Regions from separate parts of the Macaca mulatta genome. Here region 1 is linked to region 2. Evidence: chromatin contacts called from public Hi-C data. All regions are on one chromosome and are shown on one strand. Each heading gives the region's core, a stretch centred on a gene start, on an enhancer-like site or on the middle of the called end of the contact. The rest is flanking DNA. Distances are from core to core; before and after follow the strand shown. Region 1 has its middle 490 kb from the start of MEX3C. Region 2 overlaps DCC (DCC netrin 1 receptor).

The links. Hi-C and Micro-C count contacts between places; a contact is called where the count stands out from the background.
Region 1: a Hi-C map of fetal cortical plate shows a contact between it and region 2, with 2.1 times the contacts expected there. The contact joins two enhancer-like sites. A contact is called at or near these places in 2 of 14 Hi-C or Micro-C datasets (fetal cortical plate and liver).

What each region holds. Positions count from the first base shown.
Region 1 is chr18:40,615,436-40,620,108 of T2T-MMU8v2.0, reverse strand. No RefSeq gene overlaps it. Among named protein-coding and RNA genes, the nearest start is that of MEX3C, 490 kb to the left of the region's middle. Within about 2 kb of position 2,193, at least 8 of the 40 cell types and tissues checked have an H3K27ac peak or open chromatin away from gene starts, as enhancers often do. A contact at or near this core is called in fetal cortical plate, where this site is marked.
Region 2 is chr18:39,605,158-39,610,159 of T2T-MMU8v2.0, reverse strand. All of the region lies in intron 1 of DCC (DCC netrin 1 receptor), which reads left to right. Among named protein-coding and RNA genes, the nearest start is that of DCC, 320 kb to the left of the region's middle. Within about 2 kb of position 2,454, at least 5 of the 40 cell types and tissues checked have an H3K27ac peak or open chromatin away from gene starts, as enhancers often do. A contact at or near this core is called in fetal cortical plate, where this site is marked.

The DNA.
Region 1 (4,673 bases), core at 944-3,443, 1.0 Mb before region 2:
GGAGTCCTGCCCACCTGCCCAAAGCTTCCTCTACTTTCAAGCTCACCTCAACTCTTTCTCCATGAAGACTCCCTTGACATCTAGTGATCTTCCTTTGTCTCCAAACGCCAGTGTTCTATTTTGACCCTTGTGCTCATCTCCTCACTGGTAGGAGGCCGCCTGGTTTCTCTTCCCGATGTGATACAGCTGGCTGTATACCTGCCAGCCAGTGGGATGATCACTTTCCTGAGGCCAAGGACTGTTTCATTTGTTTTGATCTCCTAAAGAGCCTCAGTATGGTCCACCTGTACATAAGCCTCTTAAGGATTCTGTTAGTTTGCTTTTGCCTCTGCACCAAGCTAGGAAAAAGGCACAGGGGAATGGAGGAACATGGTTCTTACTATGGTTCTGACATCTACAATGAAGAGGGGTGAACCACTGATACATTCAACCGCATGGGTGAATCTCAAATGCATTATGTTAAGTGAAAGAAGAGGCAGCCCCAAAATACAAAGAGTATGATTCCACTGAAATGACACGATGGAAAAGGCAAACTGGAGCAGTGGGGAATGCACCAGTGGTTGCCAGAGGCTGACAGTGAGGGAGGAGTTGACTACAAAGGAACAGCAAGACTGAATTTTTTTTTTTGTGGAAGGTGATAGAAATATTCTCTATCAATGGTGATGCTGGGTCTGTGACACTATGCATTTTTCAACATTCATAAAACTGTATACCAAGAGCAGTAAATTTTGTTTCTAAAATAAATTTAGAAAACACAAAAAAGCAGAACACTGTCTACCACATCTAAGTGTTTAATAAATGTTTCTGTTACTAAGAAAAAAGAATTCCGCCTTGCAGGAAATAAAAAATTACCAAGGGCAAAAACTTATTTACTTACGGAGTATTATCTGAAAAACAAATAAGATTGGTTGCAAAAAGATTTCCTAGTATGTAAAATACCCCAGTTGCACAGGGATCATATTGTATCTTTAAAGTTCTAAAAGAAAAAATTGTGAAAACATGGCCTCTAAGTGCTAATTTCTTTAGATAATCTAAAATGAAGCAATGTGCTTTAGTTTTAAAAAGTTCTGGTGTCCAAAGAAGTACATTTTCATTGTTATTAACTATATGCAAAAAAATCATAAACACATACATACACAAACATAAATAGTTGTTTTCTTATTTTCCAAAGATAAAACTGTAGGGAATGAATACTGAGTCCTGCTTGTGTGAGGCACTGTTGTATTCATTAGATCTTATAATAACCCCATGAGGAAAGCCATATTATCCCCATTGTATAGATGGTAACTAGGAGACCCAGGGAGGTGAAGTGAGTTAAGAAAGGTTACAGGGATGGTAGCATCTGCTCCAAGATGCAATCCAGGTCTGCCTGACTCTGCGGATGCACTTCCCACAGACACACACTCCTTCAGGCTGTACAAATGGCAGGCAGCCAACAGCTCCAGCTCACAAAGACAAGGCTCCCGCCTGAACAGCATGCAGCTCTCTCAAGTGTGGCCTCTGCTGAGAACCTCTGTCCCGCTGCCGGACCTGCAACCCCAAGGCTCCTGCCCTGTCAGTGGCTTCAGTGTGGTCACTGTGGTGAGGAGAACCTGTCCCTTTGCGAAGTCACTGAGGCAGGGCCTGGATCTAAGCTGTATCTTCCTCAGTGCCAGCACAAAAACAAACAGCCTCTTAGGGGGCCGTTCTGTCAGGAAGATAAATGCTGTCTCATTGATTCCCTCACCGAGGAGCTTGTCCAAAATGGCAGCTGCTAGACAGAAACGCTTTGAAGATTGAACCCAGGAGTCCAGTTCCAGCCTCTCTTGCAGTCTTGAATAGCAATTCAAACTTGCATGACAAATTTAAGTCCGTGTCACTGGCTGGGATAGAAAGCAAAACGGGTGAGTGACACAACTCGCCAGGGAGATCCTTAGACTGTTGCCAGTAACAGGACAGATCTTACTGGCTACTCCCTGCCATAGGATTTACAGCCAGTCCCACCCCAGAATTTACATAGGTCACAATGTCCTTCAAGGGCAAAGGGAAGTCCTGAAAAGACAATAAAGTTAAGAAAGGGAGAGTACAGAGCCTCTCCCTTGGCAGGACATGGGAAAGGGAGAAGGGTCCCTCGGGGTCCTATGTATGTGTGAGTGACACACACACTCATGAATGTGCGTCGGGGTCCTATGGATGAGTGTGTGGGTGATACACACACTCATGAATGTGTGTCGGGGTCCTGTGGATGAGTGTGTGAGTGACACACGCATGAATGTGCGTCGGGGTCCTGTGGATGAGTGTGTGAGTGACACACACACTCATGAATGTGCGTCGGGGTCCTGTGGATGAATGTGTGAGTGATACATACACTCATGAATTTGCATCGGGGCTTTTGTTTTTGTTGTACCAGCCAGCAGCATCACACCAGCTGTCCCTGTGTCGCTGTCTTGTGTCAGCTGCTGCTCATATCAGAGGGCGAGGACTCAGGCAACTACCCCCAATTCCCTGTACGCCAAGGAAGTGGCCTAATGTCCTGGGTGAGATGGGGTATGAGCAACAGCAGATGATCACATCCAGGGGCGCACCCCGCCCTTGGCATTTCCACCTGGCCTCTCGGTGGAGGAGGGTAGCGCACTGAGAAATTTCTCCACCAGGTGGCGCTCATAGTTTAGCTTTATTTTTATTTTCATTGATGGAAAAATTCGCCCTGCTACCACGGCCGGAGAACACACATGACTTATACGTTCTAATTCATGTGCAGATTTCATGTACTGTCATGTTTGGGGTTCTAGTGAATTTTGTACAATTACAACTTGTTCTTTCCCTCTGGGACCTTGGCAAGCAACACTATACAGGGACAGGCATTATAACCTGTTGGGCGGGAGTGTGGGGGGATCATTTTTTTTTTTTATCACACATACAGAAACACACTCACATATACATACTTGCTTTAGGGATAAATTCTGCCATTTTGTTTTTTCCTGGTCCTCATCGTGGTCAGAATGGTGTGACCAGCTGATACCCTTTGTTTACTGGAACCCAGTACAGCAACACCAGTTCAGTATTCATGTCCATTATATGGTGGACAAAGCTTGGATCGGCAGCCTCAAAAAATGCTCATCCACACTGAGGCTGAGAGATCAAAGCTCAGAGGAAAACAACTGATGGCAGGCTTGTCTTTAAAGGAGGATATCAGAACTGGTATGTGTCTGAGATGCTGTGGCTGGGTTTTACATGGTGGCTGTCTCTGAGGAAGCTACTTGTAGGGCTGAGCTGACTGAGGAGCTTGGAAGCCTTGTAGTAATATTAATGGATATGATCCAGTTATTAGAGTTTAAGATAACAGATGTACAATATCATCCCTTTCCTCAAGATAAAATCCAGTCTACTAGAGAAGATAAGAAATTTGGTCACTCCAGTAACACAAAAGGTAGTTTTTGCTAAGTACATCGTGCCAACAAATTTGCTCTGAGAGTTCATAGGAAAACCTATCCCTGTGTCTTGGAAGATTGGGGAAGTGTTCAGGGAAGGATAGACCTAGGTCAGGCTTTGACAGGATTAGGCATCAGGCAGGGTAGGAGAGGGCGTGACCAGGGAAGTGGGAAGGGATTCTGTAACAGAGCATCGATGTACACCTGGTAAACCTCAGATAGTTGGAGCTCAATTAATTGGCACCCTCAGTAATAGATGGTTCCTTTAAAAATTCTATATCATGAAAAGACAAAATCGCAGTAAGATGACAATTCCTTAATGTATAGAAGGATGGTGTCCCTGAAGCCCAGCAGAATAATTAATCTTTAAGGCAATATTTATTTTTATTTTTATTAAATACTGAGAGTGACCTCATTCATTCAACACATTTTTTTTTTAATTATACTTTAAGTTCTAGGGTACATGTGCACAATGTGCAGGTTTGTTACATAGGTATACATGTGCCATGTTGGTTTGCTGCACCCATCGACTTGTCATTTACATTAGGTATTTCTCCTAATGCTATCCCTCCCCCAGACCCCCATCCCCCACAGGCCCCTGTGTGTGATGTTCCCCACTCTGTGTCCATTCATTCAACACATATTTACGGAGTATTTTCATTGTGCAGAATGTTTTGTGGGAAACTAACATATATCAGGCAGGATTGTCTTCTCTGGAGACTTTATGGTAGGAGAAAAGACAATAAATGTGAATATCACGATAATATCAGAGAAAAAGACAAAGACTCTACGGCGGGTACAGAAAAGTATAGAGCAAGACAAAAATTATTTCAGCTGGGGGTTCAGTGGTAGGATGTATTCGTATAAAGATAAACGGAGAGGAAGAGATTTTTGCACCGAGAAACGGCAAATACAAAATAAAGAAGTCTGCAAGAAGAGACTAAATGGGGAACACAGAGTAGGAGAGCAGAAACAGAGAAATAGAGAGCAGCAAGGCTGCTGCAAGCTTAGGTGAGAGCCACATGTCAGGCAGCTTCAGGTTAAAGAGTTTGAGTTCCCCCAGGCGCGGTGGCTCACGCCCGTAATCCCAACACTTTGGGAGGCCGAGGCGGGTGGATCATGAGGTCAGGAAATGGGAGATGGAGATCATCCTGGTTGACACCGTGAAACTCCGTCTCTACTAAAAAATACAAAAAATTAGCCGGGCGCGGTTGTGGGCGCCTGTAGTCCCAGCTACTCGGGAGGCTGAGGCAGGAGAATGGC
Region 2 (5,002 bases), core at 1,205-3,704:
GTTAAAGGCTTTGCTTTAACTTAATCACGACTTTAAAGATCTTATATCCTAGGTACTGGGGGTTAGGACTTCAGTATATGGATTTTGGTGGGGAGACACACAATTAAGGCCTTAACATACCCCCTCTTCCCTGTACGGTTAAATTTGGAAACTGAGTTGCAGGAGACCCCAAGCTTGCACTCCAGGCATGATAGTTCCTGCAATAACTTGAAAATGCTTCATGTTGCTTCAAAATTAAGGACCTCTCTCTTCCACCTGCTTCACTCAACTGCTTTGATTGTTTATCTACTGCTGCTATAAGTATAAACCACCCAGCTTTAAATCCTCTATGCATTACAAAAATAAATTTGCCCATGCTGAATTGTGGAACTGAAGTGTTTCCAAATGTGAATGTACCAAATTGGATGGTTGAATCTGCACCTTTTTACATTAACCCGTTAATCACCTTCACCTTTAAACAGTCATGCTGCCTCTCTCTCTCTCTCTCTCTCTCTCTCTCTCTATATATATATATATATATATATATATATATTTTTTTTTTTTTAAGAGAGGAGAGGGGAACAATATAGACCCAGGAACAGTAAATTAAAGTTCATTCAAGCACAGTTGTTGTTGATGAAAAACACAGTTCTGCTTGGTTGAAATGAGACACAAGGGGCTTGTTAAGCCTACTAGTCATAGGTGAACATTGAGAGTCAGGCAGTCCTAAGAGAAGGTGAAACCTTTCTTATTTAATGCTTTGATGAATTAATAATCGAGCTGTAGAGTTTCTTACCATCATTGAAAATGGTAGTCCCTAAGTGTAATCTTTGAAACAAAAAGAGATTAAGTCCTTTTGTGGCTGGCTCTTGTGACCTTGGACAAATGGACAAATAGCTTCTGCAGTTTAATTCAATGTCTTCTCTGAGCCATGGAAGGAATGATGTTGATATTGTTTTACTTTGCCTATTATTGAAAACCTTCAAGATAGAAAAATGCCCATTTTTATTTAATGTGGTGTTGAAAATGGCCTATAAAATCTACTTTTTATATGCAGATTAAATAAGTAATGATATTTTAAAGGACATAGGCACTTCTATTACAAATAAAAGCCATAAAATTTTTCTCCAATAAGAGTGTAATAAAATTTTCTACATTCTACCTTGGAGGAAAATTTTTAAAATAGTTAATCCATTAAAAACAAACAAACAAAACACAAATTTCTTCAAGAGGTTACTATAATGTGCTTAGTTCTTTGGATGCCAGTATAGTTAGACTGTATTCCTGAGATCCCTTGGATAACTAATCAATTTTCAAATGCTCAGCAGACATCCCCCCCTGCCTGCCCTGCCCTCTTTCATATATATATAGTATATTGATGCTATGGTCTAAATGTTTATATTCCACCAAAATTCATATGTTGAAATCCTAACCCCCAAAGCGATGGTGTTAGGAGATGGGACTTTTGAGATGTGATTAGGTCACTGTGGGCACAGTCTTCATGAATAGGATTCATGCCCTTATGACAGAGACCTCAGAGACCTCCCTCACTTCTCCAGCCATGTGATATCACAATGAATACATGACTGTCTATGAACTGGAAAATGGGCCCTCACCAGACATTCAATCTGCCACCACTTTGAACTTGGACTTTCCAGCTTCCAAACTGTAGGAAATAATTTTTTGTTGTTTATAAGCCACTCAGTCTATGGTATCTTGTTATAACCCAAATGGATTAAGACAATTGATAAATATATGTGAATATATTGCATTCTATTTACATGTTGCCCATCACATATTATGTGATATGTGAAGAAAAAGAGAAGTGGGAGGTGGTATCCCATGCTACACTCTAACATGGCTAACAGTGAGACTTGCCACAGTGCTAGGCTCAAGGAGCATGTTGGTGGAATCTTTTGGATGAGATCATAGTGTAGAGCAGTCCAGGGCCTTGACTTTAATGGTCTATTGTTTTCTTTTTTTTTTTAATTCTTGTTTTCAATTATAAGCACTACCATTAACTCCATGGGTTTCCCAGGAAGACTGTGTCTGAGAGTCGCATTCTAAATACAAATCTATCCTTACTGCTAGAAAAAATAAGTCAAAACATATGTCCCCACCCATGATGGGTCAGAAATGTCCCCTTCAGATCTCTTGGACAGCATGCTGTCCTATTGTGACTCTCTTCTGGGGCTACATTGAGAAACTCTTTATTCTGTGCCCATCATGTTTAGAGAAGGTGAAATATGATAAAATTAGAGTTTATTGTTTTCCTTTATGTAGTGACAGAGACACTGCAATGTACAAGATTAAAGTGAGTGACCCAGTATTGTGCGGCATGATTGAGTCTGTGTTGAGACAAAAACCAAGCTGTTCTCTAAGCTCCGCACTTTATTCATTGAGCCACACTTTCTCTGTGATGTTCCCCACAGTGTGTGTGAAGCAAGTGCCAAATGCAGTTTCTCAGTCTGCACCAATGCTCCAATTGGCTGCATCCCTTCCCTCCTGGCTGCTTTTGGTAGAGGATTGCTGATGGAAATTATGCTGCTGAGCTTCGCCACATGGCTGTGGCTACATTTTGCCAGTATTAGCTGGAAGAATTTCCTGGGATTCTAAACTAGAAAGAATTTGCTGAGGGGCCCCCTAGGAGAGGGTCGAGGTTTCCTAAGTGTAGGTGATCACTGTATTATATTAATAGTCGAGATTTTATTTTAACCAGCAGGGCTCCAGCCATTCTTGATCCCTGCAATGTGCTTGAAGTGATGTTAAGTTTTTTTTCTCACTGCAGTCTGCCTGTCTGCTTCAAACAGATCTGACTCACTTAGGGCCAAGTTTCAGGGTGTTAAAGACAGCTGGGTTGGTGTACATGGCACTGAGAAGTCAAGAGATACACATCCTAATCCCATGTTGTCTGGAGAGACTGCACTATAATTATATGTCTATACAACTATTTCTGCATGGGACTGTGAAAACCTCATAGGTGGGGACAGTGTTTTCTCCCTCTTTTTCCTTAGTGCTAGCATTTTACCAGGCTCACAAATATTATGTTTGATAAATTAGATTATGTTGACTATAATCCTTTACATATTACTTAACCTCTCTAGATCTCAACTTTCATGGTAAAGGTGATACAGATGAACCTCGTTAATCACCACACTTCCAGTGTTATCATCCCATAATTCTACACTTTTGATTCTCTTTGACTGGAGGATTTTCTGGTTTTGCTCTTACCTAATTAAGAGCCAAATCTAGGTATTCCTCCCAGTTAGTTGTTTTATAAGGAGGAGTGCACACTCGCTCACCATTGACTTCCTATGTTTATGATGCGATTAGTTTGATTTTGGATTATCTATCACGAAGGGAAAGCTGAGTAATTTTTAATGTCACAAAACATATTTATGGGTGAGGTGGGGAGTGTTAATCCAGTTGAGACACCAGTTATTACATGTTCAGCCAACTGCAAGTCCTCTCTGGTAGGTAGAAAACATGACAAGTTTCATTCCTAGCATTTTGATTTGAGTTCTGATTAATTCTCAAAACATCCAAATCATAAAAGTCATTGGTTTATTTTTTTAAATAAATTATCAAACAGTCAAATTTTTATATAAAGGTCTTCTATCTTTACATAAAACTTGTAATCTAAATAACCCTGGGTACATTATGGACCCCATTTACCTTCTTTGATTCAGATACATAAATGATCACACTTAGAGGCAAAATATTTTCAATTTGGGTCAGTGACCCAAAACTTGACAGCAATCATTTATTCTTCTTCTAGTTCTACACTATTCCAATATGTTATTTCTAATGAATCTGAGAAATGTGATGCAATTAAAAGGTCATCTCTTGTCACTTTATTCTATACATCTCCTAGTAAGCACACTTCATTCCAAGACAAAAAACTGTAGCAGAGATTTTGTGTGTGTGCAATTGTTACAGCTTTTTCTGTGTAGTAGTTGGGAATGGAAAATGTTAAAAAAAAAATAGTCATCTGGATCATTCATTCTAGGAAGACTAATAACTGCATCAGATTTTATTTCTGTTGATATTTAAATTTTCATGTGAAGTTTATAGTCTTGGAAATGACTTTCCTACAAAATGTTTTTACCAGATTCCTTTGATCCCAATAGAAGTTAAATCAGAATTTGTCATTCAATATAATTCATTACCTGCCCTTCAACAGTAGGTGAGTGACTGCTGGTAAATTGAAAAATTACCTTGATAATAATTTAAAAACTAAAAGAAAGTTATCTAAAATGATGTTTTAGCCTGTGGCAACCATCCACTTTTGATAAATTTTCCAGCGTTTTACCTTTTGCCCAGACCAGATTTTTCTACCTTTCTCTACCACTAGGATAAGAAAGTAAAGCAGAAACAGATGGAACTCAGTACAACGTTCAGACAACAGTCAGATACTAGATTTATCCATGATGTAATTACAAATTAATGAATTGATATTCAAGGCTCAGAAATAAACCTCTCATTTGGGGAGTAAATGATAATCCAAAATACCATGGCACTATCCTCCAGGATCCTACATAAAGCAAAGAAAGGGGACCAAGTAACCTAAATATATTATTGCCTGGAGGAAGTTTCTGATTACCTTCCCTAAACCAGGCCTTCCATCCAAGGACTTTAAGCTGAATCTCTTAACCCAGTGATAACGAAGATCACTTGGATTCTCTAATGCCCTGCTTTTATTTGTGTTTAGGCAATGCTTCACTGACTTAAGCTATTTAAACGTTTAATCTAAAAAGTCATCCTGATAAGAACTCATATAGTCAGAAACCAAATGAACCAGGCCAAAACAAGAGCAACTGTTGAACATGTGCAGATGCCCTGAGCTCTGGAATGCATTAAATAATTTAGGTTCCCAATTATGTTTCACTTATGCTTTTACTACAGCTCCGCAAATGCTTTTGAACCACTGAACCCAATACATTTTTTATTACTGTTTTAGAGTAAAATTTTAAATGTTAAGTTATAGTTAAAAAACTAAAATGGGATGGGAGGTGATGGCCCA